Regions from separate parts of the Sus scrofa genome. Here region 1 is linked to region 2. A link is a contact called in public Hi-C data. All regions are on one chromosome and are shown on one strand. The core of a region is the stretch at or near the end of the contact, and the rest is flanking DNA. Distances in the headings are between cores, read along the strand shown. Region 1 overlaps DCP1B (mRNA-decapping enzyme 1B). Region 2 has its middle 42 kb from the start of ADIPOR2.

The links. A called contact is a pair of places that touch in the nucleus more often than the background predicts.
Region 1: a contact with region 2 is called in a Hi-C map of skeletal muscle, with 6 times the contacts expected there. The contact joins two enhancer-like sites. A contact is called at or near these places in 1 of 5 promoter capture datasets (liver), 14 of 47 Hi-C or Micro-C datasets (alveolar macrophages, embryonic fibroblasts, epiblast stem cells and 8 more) and 2 of 2 datasets of contacts at active chromatin or transcription factors (alveolar macrophages and skeletal muscle).

The regions. Positions count from the first base shown.
Region 1 is chr5:68,920,213-68,926,024 of Sscrofa11.1, reverse strand. DCP1B (mRNA-decapping enzyme 1B) reads left to right here. Exons shown (of 8, transcript XM_013997915.2): 8 at 1,866-3,939. The coding sequence ends at 1,946. Among named protein-coding and RNA genes, the nearest start is that of CACNA2D4, 24 kb to the right of the region's middle. Within about 2 kb of position 1,399, at least 4 of the 83 cell types and tissues checked have an H3K27ac peak or open chromatin away from gene starts, as enhancers often do.
Region 2 is chr5:68,738,187-68,743,951 of Sscrofa11.1, reverse strand. No RefSeq gene overlaps it. Among named protein-coding and RNA genes, the nearest start is that of ADIPOR2, 42 kb to the left of the region's middle. Within about 2 kb of position 3,756, at least 21 of the 83 cell types and tissues checked have an H3K27ac peak or open chromatin away from gene starts, as enhancers often do.

The DNA of each region.
Region 1 (5,812 bases), core at 150-2,649, 180 kb before region 2:
GTGCAGTTAAGTGCATAGGAGGCTCCAGGTCTGCAGGGCCCCCAAGCAGCCCACTGCTGCCGGGAGCTAGATGCATATTGAGGAGAGAGGTGTTTTGAGCCCATGGCAGCAACTGGCTGGGGTGGCAGTACCAGCTGTGACAACAAAGAGCACGTTTTATAGATCATTTTGAAACCTGCCGGTGAAGGCAAGGTGGGATGACATCTCTGTCAGCCACCTGCCTCCCTAGTCCCTAGGAGGTAATAAAACGGTAACACTTGCACGGAGCTCTGTGCCAAATACTGTTTTGAAGGCTTTACCTGTGTAGAAATCCTTATACAGCAGCCCTGTTGTGTTGCCCTGTTTGGAGAAAAGGAAACTGAGGCTGAGTGACTGGCCCAAGGTCACGGGGCCAGCCTGGCTCCTGAGCGCCCTCCCCACTGCGGACGGAAGGGCAGTGACTACAGGCCACACCCCACACACTGAGAGGCCCTGAAAAGTGGGTGCTTGTACCCAGACACACCTCCCACGCATCAGTTCACGTAGCTAGGTATCTTTTAGGTAGACAGCCTTTAAGATTGTGTGGGACTTTGCTTGGCTTTGAGAGAGCAGGCTAGCCTTTTCCCAGCATCTCATCCTACTCAGAGAAACATCCTGTTAGTAAGGATATTTCTTTAAAGATAACATATTTCAGAGAGAAGGGAAGGCATGGCCCCAAAATTCAGCCTGTGAGTGTGAAAGCAGAGTGGCAGGCTGCTAAAGAGTGGCAGTCGCTCCATGCTCGCTCAGAAAGAATGACGTTTTCCACCTTTCCTAGAAGCCACTCGTGATAAGTTCATGAGCACAGACGGATGACATCTGTAAACTTCTTGTGAGAAATAAACAAAACCCCTTAAATTTGAATGTGAAAGTTCCATATTTTGTCTGGCTTACTCCACTTAAATAACACTGTTCCAAAGATTTCAGTGCAGGAACCGAGACTCCTGGACCTTGATAGTTAGAGGTCATACGTGCGTTCCCGCCCCTCGACCTGCGTTTTACTTTCCCCGCGTTAGATGAGCTGTTGAAAGTCAAGCCTTCTGCTTTAGTCTCCACCTGCTGTTAGGACACAGGCTCATGCACAGACCATGTAGGAAAACCAGGCTAGCGTGGCTCCCTCTCCCTGCCTGAGACTCTCCCTGCGTGAGAACGATGCTGGCCCTGTGTGTGGAGGCCAAGCCAGAGTGTGAGACATGGGTGAATTGCCAGAGCGTTAAGGAATTGGGTGGGAGGGAGACGGCTCCAGCATCAAACACAAAAAACCACCCATGAGCCCATGGTTCCCTCGGCCCTAGTCAGGCACTAGAGCCCAGGCCTACCGTCTAACGGCTGCCTGCTGGCTAAGGCCAGAGCTTCCCATAACCATAGGGGGTTGCACTGGCTCTGATGAGATGTCAGCAAAGCACACCCCAAGTGAAATCTTAACTTACGCTCCAAATGAAATTCACCCCAGTAGGGGACTCAGGGGACTATTTGGAGCCACCAGCACCCTCCTCTCCAGGCCAGAGGACTCAGCTGGATCACTTCCTCCCCATACAAACTTCTGAGCACCGTGTCCTTCCACAAAGCAGACCAGGCTTCTCGGGGGCCAGCCCTGTTCTGTGCAGCCCATGAGCACTGGCTGCTTCACACGCTGACCACTGAGAACCAGCAGTTGACCCTGTCTGGCCTTGCCTGCAACCCCACTTAATGCTCACACATGCAATCAAAAACCACCAGCTGCTCGCACAAACAGGTAGAGGTGAGCATCTTAGGATCAAAATGCCAGTTCAGCTCCAGACAGAGAAAGCCTCTGGTTTCCTCCAACCAAATCACATCCCCTTGGGTCTCTTGATTTTATTTTCCAGAATGACGACAGCTTCTTAAATATAATCTACGAAGCTTATCTCTTCAGCATGACACAAGCGGCCATGAAAAAGACTCTGTGAAAGCAAAACATTTTAAAGCTGATTTTCAAAGTCCTCCAGCTGCAGGTTCTCTCATATCCATGTTGTTACCCTAAATGTTTCTGGTTTTTTTTTTTTTAAAGAAAAGTATGTATTATATGAAGTAAAATGTTTCAGATTTTTTTCAGTCAAGCATTTTTTAAATTACGTCCTTCAGTGCGCCTGGTACTAGGAATTGAGTGGGTAGGAAAAGTCCTTTGCTCATATCACACAGTAAATGCCAAGCTTAAATGATTTTTTTTTTTTTTTTTTTTACACATACTCGGCCATTTCTAAACAAGTTATCTCTCCATGGGAAGGGCTCTTCTGGGAACTTGGTGTCTTTTTTATTAGCAGCTCTGGTTATTTCTGGAACCTGGAGAATGTGCTGACCACCAGGTGGCAGTGTCGCCCCGAGACCACCAACAGGCCTCGCCAGCCTCACCAGCCTGGCACCTAACAAGTGAAAGTAAACCTTTCATTTGTAAAAATCAGTTGGCCCATTCTCCCCAGGCCTTTGAAGGGAAATAATTTCTAAAGGTATTTATAGCTTGTTCCTAGGGGGTGGTTGTTCTAGGAGTCCACAAGTGGCCCAGATTTCTATGACACTTCATCTATCCCAGCTCCTGTCATTTCTTTTGGACCCAACCAGCAGAAGCCTGCCTCTGCTTCCAAATGAACATTTTGTCATTTTCAGCAAAACGTGCTGAGAGGAAAGTCACAGAAGATTTTAAAGCCATCTTTTAGCCCCTTCGGAGAGGCAGTGGGTTGTTGGGCTCGGCGAAGAAGGTTCTTCAAGCCGTGTAGCAGACGGACTTCAGTTCACGGAGGTGAGGAGCTTACTCTTGGAGAAGGCAGGAGAGCCCTCGCCAAAAGGAGTCAGCTTGGAAATTATCCCCTGCTGAACCTTGGTGATAAACGAAGCTTTGCATTTCCATGGCCCTGTTTATTCTTGGACCATAAAAAGATCTCTAGCCGCCTGCAACAGGAGCCGGCTTCATTCTCATCTTAGAGGTCATAGGAGGCAGGGGAAGCAGATGTCCTTGCAGCTTCTGATGCCCGGATGTGGGCTTGAGGCTCAGACCTGATGCAGGCACTAGGCCAGGCCAGGGTCTCCGGTGGGCACAGGAGCATGCCCTTCTAGGGAGGAGAGGAGGCCAAAAAGGAGCTGACCTTGCTGAGCCCGGGCACCCTGAGGCCAGGAGCCTGCTCTTGCTTCCTGTGTCAGGAAGGGATGGTTTTCTCTGTTTCCCCGACAACATCTAACATCGGATACTCCCACAGAATACTTCAAGTTCATGATTTCATGTATAGTATTTCAGGGTCCTTGTAAGGAGTGTGGGGGTGGAGGAGAGACACAGATGGACCCATTTTCCCCAGGTCAGTGACACACAGCTCACCTCAGCAGCACACACTCACACTGGAACAAAATCAACCACCCAAACCGCTGGCCAGCCTTTAAAATACATACACGTATCTTTGATCTTAATTACATGTTTAGAGCTGATTCTCTAGCTGGGGAGAAATGAATTCCATTGAAGATTTTTCTAATATACTTGTGGTAGCAAACAGCTAATTTCTGAAATATGTAATTTTTTACTTTATTTGAATAAATAAAATAAAAATATCATTTCAGCACCTACTGTGAAGAGATACGCCTCTGCTGTGGCTGGAAGGAACCCCCCCACACACACACACCCGGCGTGGTCAGACCTACACCACAGGCTTCACTGGGCCTTTTTAGGTCAACACCAGGTGATCTGTTTTGAAAATGAATTCTCCATCCTTTAATGGAATGAATCACTTTAAAAGTGACAGCCCAATTCATTTAGACCAAAGACAGAGTCCCTCTTTCAATGGGCACTGGGAGACAGCTTGTTTCCTCCATGTGGGAAGCAGATGAGAGCTGCTTTATACAAGACCTTTCTCCAGAAGGCCCAGGAAGTGGATTGCAGGGTTATCTAAGCACCCAGAATTAGAATTCACATAGAAACGAACTTCCCCTATTCCTACCTCACCCAGCTGACCCTACTCCTAAGCCCCGTCCTTGCAAACCAGACCTGGGCGGTCTCTGCAAAGACATGCATCTCTGTCTCCCTGTTGGGAGAGAGCCCCTCATCAGCATCTTCAAGAAGCTCCTGGTACCCCTGAGTCAGCAGCCGGAAGCTGATTGAATTCCACGTGGAAGGGAGCCTGAGATTGGCCCAGGCCCTGGATGTAAACCCTGGATAAGTTACAGAAGTTCTGCCTGGTGGAGGGGATGGAACACGGGTCTTGGTCAAAAGGACTTGCCTTTGAGTCCTGGGCAAGGAACTTGTCTGAGATGCTGTTTTTTTCATTTGTAAAATGAAAGCAGTATGCATCTCACTGGTCCTCACAGGGATTAAGTAGGAGCCAGTAGGGAGACGGGTCCTCAGGCCCTGCAGGCTGGAGGCACACGCCCCTTCCTGCCCAGTGGAAGTCCTGGCAGGTGCTCCTACTGGGGGTGACTTCATCTGACACCCGTGAAGCCCAGCTGTCTCCCTTCACTTAAGGATGAAACTGTGCTGCTCACCTCTCCCTCCAGAGGAGGGGCCCTGAGCTTGTTAAGACACAGACATCTGTCTGTGACCCAGCTGACCCTACTCCTAAGCCCCATCCTTGCAAACCAGACCTGGGCGGTCTCTGCAAAGACATGCATCTCTGTCTCCCTGTTGGGAGAGAGCCCCTCATCAGCATCTTCAAGAAGCTCCTGGTACCCCTGAGGAAGTAGACGCCGACCCACATGCTCCCGCCCTTTCACAAGGCACCTTGGGCAGAGACCCCAGGCTGGATGCCTTATCATCTGCATGCGAGGAATCCATTCTTCCTCAGAGGCTGGTTGGGGCCGCTGATCCCAGGACAGGCGGGACTGGATTTCTTCCTCCTGCGTGAGTAAGTGTACATCCTAGGACGCACCCTTCTCCTGAGGACATCAGCCAGAGGACACCAACAGCCGGTGCCCACCAAAGCCTGTGTCCCTGATTCATGGATGTCACCTCAAGCCCAGGCCTCTGAGCACCATGCTGCACATGGTCTGGCCAGATGCCACTCAGACCCAAGCAGGAGGGGAGCCCAGAGCTGACCTGCAATGATGGGTCTCAGGGCTGGGCTCAGAGTCTCTGGTGCCAGACCACGGGGCTGCTTGCTCCCACCAGCAAAGTCTCCACCTTCCTGTCCACCTGCCTGCTCTCCTCAGACCTGTGACTTCTCTTTTCGGAGGAGGCAGCTGGCTCCCGGGCCATGGGACACGGGGCCCGCTTCACGGTGGAGCGCTGCCTGGCTGCAGGGTGGTGGGCCTCCCCAGCGCTGGCTGGGGCTTGATTTTCAGGTTTCAAATCCTCAGCATCCCCCCACCCCTTACAATTGGTGGGGGAAGAGAGGCGGTTACAAATACGTGGCATATTTAACTCAATTTGAGAATCTGGATAGATTTTCACCAAAATGAGTTATGAGTAATGCCTTCCAACACGTGGAGCCTTGAGAGAAGAACACAAATAAAACCCATGTGTGCAGATTATGGTCTTAAAACAGTAGGAGGAGCTCGGAAGCAGAGCACCGCGGGATCGCTCTCCTGGCAGCAGGGGCACAGCACAGACAGGCACTGGCTCTGGGCAGCGGGCCTCCCGGGCGAGTTAACAGGGAGGAAGTGGATCATGTCCTAGGTGAGCAAGAGAGAAGGTGGGGGACCCAGCAGTTGTGAGCCAGAACCTAAAAGACAGGGGCACTAACCCCCTGGTGAACGTCACCATGGAGGCGGAGCACCCGGGACCGGCGTGCACTGGGACCCACGAGGGCGATGACAGCAAGGCCCTGGTCTGGAAGACAAGGCAAGGCGTCTTCAGAGGTCC
Region 2 (5,765 bases), core at 2,507-5,006:
CTATCCTGGTGCAGCAGAAATGAATCTGACTAGGAACCTTGAGGTTGCAGGTTTGATCCCTGGCCTCACTTAGCCAGTCGAGGATCTGGCATTGCCGTGAGCTGTGGTGTAGGTTGCAGGCATGGCTTGGATCTGGCATTGCTGCGGCTGTGGTATAGACTGGCAGCTACAGCTCTGATTAGACCCCTAGCCTGGGAACCTCCATATGCCGTGAGTGTGGCCCTAAAAAAAAAGACAAAAAAAATTTTTTTTTTCTGTCTTTTTAGGGCCATACCTGATGTACATGGAGGTTCCAGGCTAGGAGTCCAATCGGAGCTGCTGGCCTACGCCACAGCCATAGCAACACCAGATCCAAGCCACATTTGTGACTTACACTGCAGCTTGCAGCAACACCCGATCCTTAACCCACTGAACAAGGCCAGTTATCAAACCCACATCCTCACGGATACTAGCCAGGTTCTTAACCTGCTGAGCCACAACGGGAACTCCACAACAGACTCTTAATACCTGCCCTTTTTTTTGTTTTGTTTTTTGGGGTTTTTTTTTTTGTTTTGTTTTGGCTGCCCTCGTGGCATGCAGAAGTTCCCCAGCCAGGGATCAGACCTGAGCCACAGCAGTGACCCAAGCAGCAGCAGTGACAACATTGGAGCCTTAACCTGCTGAGTCACAAGGGAACTTCAAAACCTGCTTTTGGTTTGTTTGCTCTTTATAATGATTATTTTTAAGTAGTATATTCTAATGGTTAAGTATATATATACACAGTAAGGGAGTTCCCGTTGTGGCTCAGCAGGTTAAGAACCCGGCTAGTACCCATGAGGATTCTCTTGCCTCGCTCAGTGGGTTAAGGATCCAGCGTTGTGTGAGCTGTGGTGTAGGTCACAGACATGGCTCAGATCTGGTGTTGTGGCTGTGGCTGTAGCGTAGGCTGGTGGCTCCAGTTCAGCCCCTAGCCTGGGAACCTCCCTGTGTCAGGAGTATGGCCATAAAAAGACCCCCCCCCCCAACACACACGTAAGAATATGCACTGAAGATAAGCCTCCTATCTTGACTTTACTTCCTGGTCCCCTCCCCAGTGGCCTTCTTTCCAGAGACGGTTCACAGATAATAAGCACATGGCTGCCTTTTTACGCAAAAGATTTCATCTCATACCCACTGATCTGAACCATGTTTTTTGAAAAAAATACAGAAAAGTAAGACTGTAATATGAAAAGTTCCCGCCACTCAGAGCTGATTAAAAACTAGCTATATTTTTCCCCCACAAAAAAAGAAATGTTACAGATAAAGTTGAAATTTTCTGTGACCTTCACAGGCAATCCTGTACCCCACCTCCCCTCCCCAGAGCTGAGCACTGTCAAGAATTTGCTAATCCTTTCAGTAATTTTGTTACTTTCACATACATACATATGTATATCTGTGAAAAACACACAGTATCATTTTGTGTGATTTTTTGCTTTCTAGGGCCACTCCCAAGGCATGTGGAAGTTCCAAGGCTAGGGGTCAAATAGGAGCTACAGCTGCCAGCCTACACCACAGCCACAGCAACATGGGATCCAAGCCACATCTTCGACCTACACCCCAGCTCATGGCAACACCAGATCCTTAACCCACTGAGCAAGGCCAGGGATCGAACCCGCAACCTCATGGTTCCTAGTCAGATTCGTTAACCACTGAACCACGACGGGAACTCTCCTGTGCATCTTTAGTAGGGCTTTAAAGTGTGATACTGGGAGTTCCCACTGTGGCACAGCAGAAACTAATCTGGCTAGTATCCATGAGGATGTGGGTTCAATCCCTGGCCTCTCTCTGTGGGTCAGGATCTGGAGTTGCCATGAGCTGTGGTATAGGACAGATGCGGCTCAGATCCCGTGTTGCTGTGGCTGTGGTGTAGGCCAGCAACTGTAGCTCTGATTCCACCCCTAGCCTGGGAATGTCCATATGCCAAGGGTGCGGCCCCCCAAAAAAAGTGATGATACTCATCGCTTTTGCTTCTTTCTCTTTCTCTCCTATCTTCCAGTTTCCTCTAAATGCCAGAATTAATCTGCTATCATTGTAACCCCAATTATACCTCATGTTTCTGGGTTTAGGGTCAGATCAACAGCTGGAGGTCACTCAGAGTTAATCCAGGTGAACCATGGAGGTTCAGCACAACCAAACGTTCTGGGTGGCCTGGAATTCACTTTGCCCTGGTGTGTATTTATAGGCTGTCCTAAAATTGCACCAAGTACTGGCACTACTGTTGTGACCTCTTACAACCTTGGGGTGCCCAGCACAACCTGGGCTGCTGAGACCACTTGGGCCCTGGTCTGACCTAACCCTAAGGCCATTGCAGGGGGTGCTGGCACAGGGGAGCTAGGGCCGTGGTGACTTTTCACTTCTTTCTCATTCTTTTTAGCTCCTTAAAATACTCCCATGGGAGTTAGGCTTCTCACAGTAAAAGGGAAAGAGAAGAAACAAAAATGAAGTGAACTTGATGCCATATGGAGTATTTGAAAGTTGCTAAGAGAGTAGATCCTAGGAGTTTTCTGGTGGCTCGGTGAGTTAAGGATCCAGCATTGTCACTGCTGTGGCTTGAGTTGATGCTGTGGTGCAGTGATCCCCAGCCTGAGGACTTCCACATGCTGTGGGGCCTGGCCAAAAAGAGAGAGAGAGTAGGTTCTAAGTGTTCCCTTCACAAGGAGGAAAATCTTTTAAATCTCTATAGGGTGATGGATTTAACTAAACTCACTGTGGTCATCATCTCACAATATGTGCGAGACAGGTCGCCATGCCGTTGCCCTAAAACTTACAGAGCACTGTGTGTCAATTACATTTCAAAAATGAAAAAGAGAGAAAGAAAGAAAGAAAGAAAGAAAGAAAGAAAGAACCCACTTCTTTACATGAAAAAATACAAAAAACAAAACAAAACAAAAAAAACACCTCAGTGTTCAGATTTCCAAACAATTTCCTTGCCCCTCTTTTGTTAAAAGATAAGCAGAAACAGTAGGTGTTCTGAGAGAGAAGATTTTTCTTAGCCTTTCTGGCCTGGACAGTGTCTGAAGTTGTGTACAGTGAACTTTGCAGAGGACACAGTTTCCCAAGATTGTTTAGCTCAGAGTGAAGGACATGGCACATGGGCAGGACATGTGACTGTCACGCAGGGCAGGTTCTTCGGACCAGTCACCCTGCATGCTCATATTTTGAGCAAACACTGGGACTTGGGTTTCTAAGCACAGCCAGCTTTGTAGGGGTGACACCCCAGTCACCTCCCTCTTCCAGCCGAGAGTCACCAGAACACAATGTCCCCATCTTATGAATGGGCATTGTTCTCAGAAAGAATTCCTAAATACTTTGTTTAGAACTGGAAGGCATTTTCCCAGATAAACTAGAGTATGCGTAATCCATACTATTCAGGGCAGCCCAAAAGGACCAACAGAAACCCCACCCTGAGTAGAGACCTGCCTCTCAGGAAACACCTTCCAGTTTGCAAGCTGAGGTCCTGGGACCCTTCCCTACCACCGCAGCCCCTCTGTGAGCAGGGCCACCAGCACGTCCCGGCACCAGGCTGGGCTGAGCCAAGGGAGGAAGGTGTTCTCTGCTGTGGCCTTGGGCCCCCCTGAGGACACAGTCCCGCCCTCCTGGTACAGACTGGTGGCCTTACTGCTTTGAGGCTTTGCGGACACAAGGGGATCCAGCAGTCAAGACAGACTGGAGGGCAGGAAAGCTGACATTCCGGTCCTGGGAGCTGGGGCGACATCTACAGAAGAGACACACTCTGGCCCTGGGGCTGATGTCCAAGGCCAGGGTCCCATTCATGGACCCAGGAGATGGGTGACCTCCTCTCCCCACCCTCATTCTCCCACCAGCTGAATTCTTGTCTTCTGAACTCAGATCCTGTGTGTTCACAGAGGGACAAGCAGTCAGCAACCTGTCCCCTTCCCTCAGGCCTCTCCCTGGTGACTGAAGGGAAGGGTGCTTTTTATTTTCTTGGCTGCACCCAAAGCATGCGGAAGTTTCCAGGGCAGGGATCACACCCACGCCACAGCAGTAACAATACCGGGTCCTTTAACCACTAGGCCACCAGGGAACTCCCTCCATTTTTTCTTTTCTTTCTTTTTTTGTTTTTTGGCCACAGGTACAGCAACACCGGATCCAAGCCAAGTCTGCAACCTACTCCACAGCTCATGGCAATGCTGGGTCCTTAACCCACTGATCAAAGGCAGGGATCGAACCCGCATCCTCATGGATACTAGTCAGGTTCATTTCCGCTAGGCCACAAAAGGGACTCCTCTTTTACTTTCTATGCAGTGGGTTAAGGCTGGGCAGGCAACCTCCCAACCCATCTCCTGGCTCCCACCCCTACAACCTTCCCTGGGTTACCTCAGTTCAGGCCTCTCCCTCCTCCTGCCACCCCCCACCCTCCAGGGGCCACGGTCCTGCCTGGCCCGAGGGCTTAACTCCTTATGCTGTGTTAGTTACATTGCCAGAACAAATTAAAATTTTCAGATAATCAAAAACAAAACAAACAAGCAAAAGGAACCCAACCGTTTTATGTAAAATGAACCCACCATGGGGCCTCTCTCTGTAATTCACACAGGCTGAGAATTACGGAGCTAGTTCTGCCATCCCGGCCTCACAGCGCCCGACTCAAGGCTTCCCCATCCCCTCTCTGTTTCAACATGTACACCAGATGCCCTTTCTTCACTCTGTGCAAATCTGTGTCCTTGGCTCTGCACGCCTTGATCTCTCACCTTAGATTCAGGACGGCCAAGTTCCTTCAGCTGTATGCCCCTATCAGAAGTTTCCTGACTCACCCTTCTTGTTCAAATTCACAGTGGCAAGATGGGGGAAGATTACTGTACACACCTGAGGCTCACAAGGAAACACACACCTCTGTTGCAGGTGACTACATCCTGTGATTACCCAGACATCCGCTGAGGAACCAGAAGGAGCTTGGAGTCGGTCAGCGTCAATTAGCAGCTGTGTGAGTCAGAGGATGTTACTCGACCTCTCTGAATCTTGTTTTCCCACCTGTAACTTGTGGATGGTAATGCCTACCTTGCAGAGGTACTGAGAGAATTATATACAATACATGCAAAGCAGCTGGTACAGTAAGGCCTCCACATGGTAGCTAGAGTTATTCCCACCTCGGCAGTGATGACCTTCAAACATGCAGAGAATTCGGCTACTTAAGAGCAAGGGCTAACCCATGCCACTTCCCGGCCTGAGCTCCACTGTTGTCACCCACATCTGGCATGCTGGCCAGACTAGGCACTCCCCTCATCTTTATTCCACACTCAACCTTTAAAAAAATAAGTAAAACAGGAGTTTCCGTGTGGCTCAATAGGTTGGGGATCAGGCACAGGTGGGTGCTGTGGCAAGGGTTCAATCCCTGGCCCAGGATTTCCTCAGGCTGCTGGTGGGGCCAAAAAAATTAAAACAACACTGAGGCTGATCTAATTCTTCCCAAATTGGTCCAGAGGAAAAATCTGAAGCTCCACTGGGCTGCCTGCAAGGACCATATACCCTTTTTTTTCTTTTTTTTCTCTTTTTAGGGCCACACCTGCAGCATATGGAGGAATCAAATTGGAGCTGTAACTGCCGGCCTACACCACAGGCAGGTGGGATCCAAGCCTCATATCTGTGACCTACAGGTCACGGCAACATCAGATCCCTAACTCTGAGAGAGGCTAGGGATCGAACCCATGGATGCTAGTCAGGTTCTTAACCCGCTGAGCCACGATGGGAACTCCCGCATGCCCAACTTTTTGAACCAAGGTGGGAGTCGC